Linked DNA regions of Macaca mulatta: region 2 is linked to region 1. A link is a contact called in public Hi-C data. All regions are on one chromosome and are shown on one strand. The core of a region is the stretch at or near the end of the contact, and the rest is flanking DNA. Distances in the headings are between cores, read along the strand shown. Region 1 holds the start of TPRG1 (tumor protein p63 regulated 1). Region 2 holds the start of BCL6 (BCL6 transcription repressor).

Region 1 (4,794 bases), core at 1,057-3,556:
TCCTCTTGGCCTTGGGATCAAAGAAGCATTCACTTGCTCATCTAGTCTTTATCGAGCTCCTACTATGGATGTCACTGTGGTAAGCCCTGGGGCAAGTAAGAAAGGAAAGGCTCCTGTTCCCATCTCTCATGGAGTTTATAGGCCAATGTAAAAGATGAAACACAAGTAAATACACAATTACAAGATCTAGGAGGCACTACAAAGGAGCTATGAAACTACCCTTGCTTCTGCTGCCTAAAATCTGGCCCCAGAGCGAAATTTCTCCACTCATCATCATCCTGAGAGTGTAGCACAGCTGCGCTCCATGTCATCAGAGAGACTCACCTGGCCCTGCTGAGCTCTCCCTGGTTCCCTGGGACACCTGGTCTCCTTGCTGAGCTCCCGGTGTGCTTTCTCATTCTGCCCTGCTCACTCTCTGCCGGCACTATGTTCTCTGAATGCTGGCAAGCTTATGTTCTCTAAATCCTCCCTCTCTTTTCCTGCGTTTGGGTCTTTGCTCTTGCTGATCCCTTTATCAGGAACTTCCCTCACCTCTACCCCCACTTGTCCAAATGCTACCAGTTCTTCCAGGGTCTGTTCATGCTCCTTTACCCTCACTGCAGCCATCCTGAACTCTTCTCCCCACCTCGGGGAGTATCTGCTTGTTCTTCCCTGGTGCCCATGGCATTTGGTTTATTGTGCTAATCAGAGCACTCATCATCCACTGACTGGTATTACATAGTTACTTGTGTATCTGTCCTAGGCCCTTACCTACTTATTTCCAACCTAATGGCATGTCTATTTTTTCTGCATGTCACATAGAAGCAGGCACAGTTAACGCACAACGATATTATTGAATCAGTGCTCAGTAATGATGACTATTGTTATGCACTTGAGCCTGGAGACCTAGGACAGAGACAGGAGCATATCTGGATTTAAATCCCAGGGCCACTATATGTTAGCTGTGTAACCTGGGGCAACTTTATTAATAATAAAGTATGTGAACAATCTTATATCGCTGTACAAGGAGTGTTCATATATATTATCCAACTTAATTCCTAGAACAACGCTGTGTGAGAAGAACTACTGAGTGCTGACACTAGTCATTGTGCTAGGCTCATAGTTGAATTCAGATTCCAAATTAAGTAGCCCGATTGTAGAAAAAAACCACATATGAACATTTTTCTTTTTTCCTGGCTCAGCACTACCAGTACTGCTCAGCACTGCTTCTTTGAGGTACACTTATGCCCATTTTACAGATGAGAAAACTGAGACCTAGAAAACTTAAGTAATTTGTCAGTATTGTATAACTAGTTCATGCAAAACATGGGCTTGTAGGCACAAAGTCCATGCTCTAAGCTACCTATCTATGTTATCAGAGAAACATGACTATGACCAACCTAGCTATATACAATTTTCCACAGCCATGTGAAAGTTTTATGATTCTTTAACATTTCTGGGTGTCTGCTATGCTCGGTGCATTGGGCTGGACCTTGTATATGTTGGGAAGAAGGAGGACTTACAAAGACTAAGATACAGTTTCTGCTTTCAAGAAGTAAATAAAAAACAACTAAAATATTCTATCATCCACACCTATTCCCTCTCCCTTCTTTTTTCAGCATGTTACTGGATGCTGCCTCTTTATCCATCTGCCCTGGTGGAGATCTTGAGGTTACAGGAATAGCCAAGAGAGACACAGGCAGAGTTAAGTCCAAAGCAGTCAGCAAAGGTAAGGAGACATAGATGGGTCCAGGTGGTAATGGATGTAGATACTGGACTTGAAGATTTCGGTTTCTAGAGAAGACAGCAGCTCTCCATGCCCAGTTTAATGCCATGGATTAGCGTGGGAGTGGCCCCAGACCCGCAGGGAGAAAAGGCCAATGGTCAGAGTGGAGATACTCAGGACACGCCAGGTGTCCGAGGGACTGGAGAGTTATCCCTCTCTATTACTAAGTGGATTTCTTCTCCCCCTTGCAGGCCAAAGCATGAATACTGGACATAGCCCACATCGAGAGTGGAGAACTTGGTTTTGGTTCCCAAGTAGACCACTCATCAGCAGATGACTGTGAGCAAGTCACTTCCTCCCTCCAAAACTCCATTTCTGCAGGGATTCCATAAAATGGGCATAAGGATTTTCACTGTACTCGTATGAACTGGATTAGGTCATCATGTGCTTTAACACTCTTGGCTGTGAGCACTAGGTGCAGCCAACATGCTGATGCGAAAGAAACGTCTAGGTTTTGCCCCCTGCGTCTTTCCTCGTGACAGGATTATGCTGACGGAGGGCACATCAGATTGACTCACACATACTGAAATGGTCATAGTTATTGAGGTTACCCAGTTTCCAGGCCTGAACTAGTAAACCTAGCAATGAGAATCAGCCAGCATTAGCAAGTTTTCCTTGTGGGAGTGGGGTGGGGGTGGCGACTGGAGGGAGTAGGCGCTGAACCAGGAAAGGAGGAGGATGCTCATTGGCTAAAGATCCGTGCCTGGAAATTAACAGCGTTAAAGTGAGACTTGCTTTAAGTTCCAATCCGGTAAGGCAAATGGAGAGGCTGTCAGGAGACCAGAACTTTACCTCAGCTGTGCACTGACGCACCACGTGCTTTGGTGCACATCCAGCGCCTCTCCCTGCCTCAGTTTCTCCGTTTGTAAAACAACAGCTTGTAAAGGTCTGGGGATCTTCTCATCCTCGGGAGTTTTCTAAGGATGCAGGCGAAAGAGGTAGGAAATGTCCTCTGTCTCTGTCCTGGGTCTTCGGGATCAAGGCCTTTTGAACCAATTCCGGAATCCGCCACCGGGCGGTGGTAGGAGAGAGCCAGAGGATTCGTCAGTAAGGGTGCGTGCGTGACACAGGACTTTTAAATAGATCGCTTTGTATCTAGCACGGTAGCACCTGCTTCTAAGCTTCCAACGGCAGCTCCAGCAACGCGATCATTCAAAAGCGGCCGCTTTCCATTCACGTCTATAATTAGCGCGCAGGCTGCAGCTCAGGCTGGAGCTGCAAAGCGGGGCGGCGGCCTTGTGGGCGGGGCCACCACCTCCTAGCCCCGCCCCCTTCGAATTCCACCTTCCCCGCCCTTCCCAGCCAGGAGCCTCCTGCAGCCTCCTCCCCACCCCCACTCTCTGTCCTCGCCCTGGTCCTGGGCTTCGCTCTCGGCGCTCCAGGATTCCTGGACGACAGGGCCCAATCGTACCCTCACTTTGGGATCACTCTTGTGCAGTAAATAAGCACCTTGAAAGACGCATTCCAGGAGGGCAGCTATATTTAGAGTGGCATCCTCCTCTCCTCCCCGCACGCTCCTGCATCCCGCCCTCTCCCCTCCCCGCCCCGCTCCCCGATGCCCCTCCCAGCCACCTCTCCCTCTTTGTCGCATTACATAGTAATCTGAGATGCACTGGATGTGCTCCAGGGAACAGAATGTACTTGGCAGAGACGCGGGGCTTGATGTCTGCAAAATGTCGGAAACGCAGCCAAGAGCTGCTAACTGGGTCATTAACCTCCAAAAGCAAAGCGAGGACTGTAAGGCCCGCTCTGCCTCCCTTCATCTCGCCAATAAAAGTGCCTCAGTGTGAGGGGGAAGAAAAAGCCCAAGGTTGGCTGCTTTGATTTCTAGGCACCAAAGGCAGGCCCGTCCTCTCCTCCTGGCCCGGGCCCCAGCCCCTCCGGGCCAGCTTCTGCGCCGCATCAGAGTTTACAAGTGGCCTTTGAAAGGCTCAGCAACCCCGCAGGGCCATGCTTGCGCCTCAGTAAAGAAGTTACCCAGCAGCCCTTCCCTACCGCACAGACTTGGACCCATTTTCTTGGGTCCAGGAGGAGTTAAGGGAGTCGGGGTGAGCAGGGGTGAAAGGAGAAGGTCCCAGGCCCTTCACCTACAGTCACGGGCTCTGCAGTCTCTCTCCTCCTCTGCTTCTCTCCCTCTTATTCCTCCCCCTCCTCTTTCTTCTTTCTCTCTTCTTCCTTTCCCTCTTCCACTTCTTTCTGAGAGCAGGCTTTGAGGTAGGTGCATGAATACATGGCTTGGCTCCAGGAGATTTGCATTCAAGTTGCTCGCAGCTCTGTCACTTGCTATGTGACCTTGGGTGAGTCACTCATTTCTCTGCTTTTAAATTCCCTTCTTCTTAATTGTTCACCACAATAACACCTTCCTGACATACATCACAAAACAGGCCAAATGAGAAACTCTTTCCCTGACCGCCTTGTCTTTCATCCCTCTGAAAGCCCTGAGGTCCAAAGTGCCTCTGGCCTTGTGTGTACTCCTGGAAAATAGGAATATAAGTGATCTCAGCAGAAAGATTCAAACGTTTGAATGTTCTTAAGGGGGTAGCCCCTAAAATCCACCCTCTTCAAGTTTTCTAGCCCTGTGAGGTTGCCAAACAGACACTTCCCCTAATGTTCCAACCCACTTCTCCAGTGGCTAGAGAGAGAAAGTGACCGGTACAGAAACCAGAAGAGGTTGTGCAGTTCCTCAAATGAGACTCCCTTCCTTGTTGGAGGGAAGACAGTCAACCTGCTAAGACTAGCAGCAGCCAAACGAGATGTCGGTCTGAGCAGTCTCAACAAAAGTCCAGGATTAGGAGAATGGAGATTTGTGCAGCCACGCTGATGACAGGAGGATAGCTCACCCCGGTGCCGTCTAGGAAATTAGAACCAAGACCAGCCTGGCATCAGCAGCCTTCCTGCCTCGTTTCTCCTTGATCTGACCACTCCTTCTGTGGCAGCCACATCAGATGGACTCTGCCTGGTCGCCGTGTGCCATGGACGCCTCCAGCTTTCCTGCCACCTGGGCCTTGGCTGAGGCGTCTTAAAAAAAT
Region 2 (4,206 bases), core at 56-2,555, 1.2 Mb before region 1:
AAAGAAAAAATGTATACCATCCAAAGGCCACTTGAGTTTATGGGAAATAAAAAACAAGAAAAATGGTTCTGTCAACATTAACAATAATGATCCGTCTGTGGCCTAAATATACTGGACGTCATTCAAAACCTGCTACAATATTATCTTTCAAGTCTTAGAATGATTCCACGAGGACGATAGGGCCAATATCTTTATCCTTATTTCACTGGCAATGAAACTGAGATTTAAGGGTTCAAGTGGCTTGCTCAAGGCAAACAGCTAGGCAGTATTTCCTGCCTATCTGAAATATTAAGACTGAATATAGCTCTGCAGAACACAGCCTGAGACGTCATGTCTACGTATTCCTTGAAAACCTTTGTCTTGTTTTTCAAAGTTTTCTCTCCCTTCCCTACTGGGTCTAAGACCAGACAGAATGCTATTGCTTCCAAGTTTGTGCTTCTCCCTGCTGGTAAAAGACTTAACTATGTGATTTAGCTGAGAACTGGTCAGGGAGCACTAAACCTTAAAGAGATTTAATGAAATATGTACCTCCTTTCAAACTGGCTTCTCTAAAACAAAATCATTAAAAGCATAGGTGTGAGACCCTCATTTATGATCAAATGCGGGCTGCAAAACAAAACAATATTCAAACTGTCTTTCCTCCTGTAAAAAGAAAAAAAAAAAAAAAAAGCAGAACCTTTTAGAGCTATTTTCCGGGTAAACGGGCCTGAGGCCAGCAAGGTCATGTTGGGCCATGTAGATGGTTGGTGACCTGGCCCTAGGTCTTCTGGCTCCAATTCCTGTCCCCTTTCCAAATCAGCCTACGTGCTGTAGAACATGCAAGACAGCACCCTGATGTGGGTGAATCTCATTTTTAAGTTCCTTCCCCCACACAAACACTTTGCCCCATTCCAGGCTGCTGAGTCTTACCAAATGAGCACTCTAAAATGAGAGGTTTCCTTGAGTCTGTAACCAAACACTCTGACATTTCTCTGTGGTCCCAAGTGCCAGTCACTCAATCCCATCGGCTCCAAGGTTAGTGTGTGCATGTGAGCGAGTGAGGACTGGAGGGAAGGAAGTGGGGAAGGGAGAGGACAGAAAAAGACAAAAGAACCTATCTCCTCTTCTCCCCAGCCCAACTCGAGATAGGCAAAGAGAGATAGACTAACTCGGCCTTTACCAAACGTCAAGGATTTTCTCCTTTGCAAAAGAAAGCTGAGGACACACGGGAGGTTTACATGTAAACTTTCCTCTCTTCCCTCATGGAAGGGATCCTCAAACACTTCTGGAATACCTAGGCTGTTCTTTAACCAGCTTCAACCACCAGCTTGCTTGTGGATTTCCAGTCGCAGGCTTCTGGAACCACAGGAAGCCCAGATTTGCCATTTCACCATAACAAGTGGCAATGACTCACTCCAGATGCGGACTGAAACAAACAAATTCTCCTGTGTCCACTGTCAGCTAGGCCTTGGGCTTTTCACCCTAAGCCTCTGCCTGGCCAAAAACAAATGTACATACACAAGGCACAGTTTCACTCCTTTGTAAGCCAACTCTTCTTAAGAGCCCCACCCCCCAACTCCTGAGTGTGTGGGTTGAGTGTGGGCAGTGTTGTCACCAAATGCCGCAGGTGTGGAAGCACCACCAGTACTTGGTTTGTACTTTTACCGAGCCCTTAGTCCTTTCCCACCCCTCAGGATTACATCTTATCCTTATAACAGCCCTGCTTTATTAGGGAGGGAACTGAGGCCCCAGGTGAGAAGCCTTGCTCCAAATCTCAAAGCCAATTTCCAGCAAGTTCTGGACATGACTCATCTCCTAGATTCAGCCATTCCACTAATGCCACACAAAAGACTACCCACAAAAACAATCTCCAAGGAGCAGGGCTGTCAATGAGAAACTGCCACTTGCTGGCTGCCCCCAGACCTGGACTTCCCATCCCAATCAACCCGCACCCGCGCTGGGTCAGTAACCACCACGGTAGAGTTACATGTTTTCTCCTCCCTTCCTCCCTTTAGCTCCTTTGGCGCTTTCCTTGTGCATAGCCAACTAGGCTCCTTGAGAAGGCAGATCCTTTAAAAGAACTTTCCATTGAAGAAGAAAACAGGAACCAAAAAAAAAAAAAAAAAGCAAACAGAGAGAAGACAGCAGAAACGAGAGAGAGAGAGAGAGAGAGAGAGAGAGAGCGAGAGAGAGAGAGAGAGAGAGAGAGAAAATAAGAGCGAGAGGCGAGGTTAAGAGCCAGAGAGCGAGCCAATACAAAAGACCCCATCCTTTTCCTTCCTCCTCCCCTGGGCTGGCACCAGGAAGCCCCATTTTCTCGCTCACACATAAGAGCACAAACACCAGCCTTGCGCGCCGGGGCAAGCCTAGGCAGACCTCGCTACCCCACCCCGACGACTCCGTACCTGTCTTCCAGGGACTGCCCGCCCCTGGGCGATCCACCTCGAAACCCCCCGCAAGGCGCGATGGAGGCTTTGTGGTATGACCGTGGCGGCCCTAAATTTAGTTACATTCAAATAAAACCTTTCGTGCACCTCGGTAGCTAACATTGTGTGTATGCCTTTTTTTTTTTTTTCCCTGTTACGCCGTCAAGGCAGCGGGCAATGAGGGGAATGGCACAGCCCTCTCATTCCCGGAACGTAGTCAATCTCGGCTCTGCGGATTTCACAGAACACACTTTGCCTATCGCCGGCTCCAACAAGAAGTAACTTTCCAGGAAGCTGCCGGGCCCGGGCAGCCGCCAGGATCGCTGCCTGCGCTGTGCCGGCCGCCGGGGATTCACCCGGGGAGGCGGGGCCGCCGGGGAAGGCTCGCGGGGAATACAGCACACTTTCCCCTAAATCCCTCGTCCGCGCCGAGTGCAGGGCTCTCAGAGTTCACCTAGTCCAACCTCTCACCCGCAACCATTTATAAATAGGGAAGGTCAGACAAGTTAGTAGCAGAGCTGGGTCTAGAACCCAGGAGTTCGAATACAATCCGAGGCTCATATCGAGACTTTAAGTTGTCCGATTCCGAAGTTTATTTGCTTGTTTCCCTCTTTTTGCCTTCCATTCTCCCTCACCGCCTTTCTTTAGGGGAATGTTTCTTTAGGGGAATGTTTGGGCTAGACTTCAAGGTCAAAAAGATGGAGTCCCTAGGGGCTGAGGGTCTCCATCATAGGCGCCCCTGGCAAGGTTGGAGAAAAACTAAATCGAAAGCCCCTTCCGCCTACGTTGGCAAGAACGGGAACCCAGCTCCCCTTGGTTTCCGCCCAAAGTCTTTAGAATAGGAGCTGCCAAGCTGTAAGGATTTTCGAAACCGATTTCCCCGAAACCGTAGAGACACTGCTTGGACTCGGCAGAGGCCGGGGCCCCGACCCCTGCGCACGCACTGGCACTCTCCAAAGTTGCCTCGCCTTCCTGTGGCCCTCCCGGGTGCCATGTCCTAATTGGCCTCGGTAGCAGGCTCCGGGGTGCGCTTTCGGGGGTGAGGGGACAGTGAAAGACTCAGCCACAAAGGCCGCAGTCTGATCCTAAAACTAGCCAGTGGCGTCACACTGCGCCGCTCATCCCTTCTGCGGCAGCGGAAGGGTCAGAGTCGGTCTGCAAAGACGGTGCCTCTTTGGTCTAAAAATCCTACACTGAGGCTTTCTCACCCCTTCGCCCGGTAGGATAAAGGTGAAAGAGACGGTTGGGATTTAATATGGGGTGGAGATGAGAATCTGGGAAGTTAAAATTAAGTAAGTGCATTTATTGGAAATTAGGAGTCCCGTGGTTCCGGGAGCTCAAACCTAATGGTGTTTTTACCGCTGCCTAACACTAGAGAGAGCCCTCCATCAAGGTTTGAAACCGTCAACCCCTTTCTCGCCCCTCCCCTCCTTCCCATTGACCTAGTTTGGCCAGAGCCTCCCGATTTGGAGAATGCCTTCCGCCCTTCCCCCTCCTCTCTAGCCAGGCCGGCTGTTGGATTATTGGTAATCTAATAACTCCAATAACCCGCTGAAAAATCCAAAGAGAAATTTGAAAGTGTAAAGCACTGTTTAGGGACAAGGACAAGGAATTTTAATAAGGCTGGAACTGCCGTAGTGAACCCCGCATCAGGGGCCCTGCCATGGGGCTCCCGGTCTCAGCGGTGTCTCAGCCAACTAGCTGCACGGCTGCAGACACCACCGTGGTCCGGCGGCAGGGGGTGAGGTCAAACGGCGGAGTTGCTTTTATTCTTGGGGGAAGACACTCTTCGCCCTCTTGG

Evidence for each region. A called contact is a pair of places that touch in the nucleus more often than the background predicts.
Region 2: a contact with region 1 is called in a Hi-C map of prefrontal cortex, with 6 times the contacts expected there. The contact joins the promoter of BCL6 here to the promoter of TPRG1 in region 1. A contact is called at or near these places in 10 of 14 Hi-C or Micro-C datasets (CD4 T cells, blood, fetal cortex germinal zone and 5 more).

Annotation. Positions count from the first base shown.
Region 1 is chr2:9,687,098-9,691,891 of T2T-MMU8v2.0, reverse strand. TPRG1 (tumor protein p63 regulated 1) reads left to right here and starts at 2,306. Exons shown (of 12, transcript XM_077991227.1): 1 at 2,306-2,703. LOC144338983 (a long non-coding RNA gene) reads right to left here and starts at 3,291. Exons shown (of 3, transcript XR_013413501.1): 1 at 2,558-3,291.
Region 2 is chr2:10,892,597-10,896,802 of T2T-MMU8v2.0, reverse strand. BCL6 (BCL6 transcription repressor) reads right to left here and starts at 1,305. Exons shown (of 10, transcript NM_001261326.2): 1 at 910-1,305.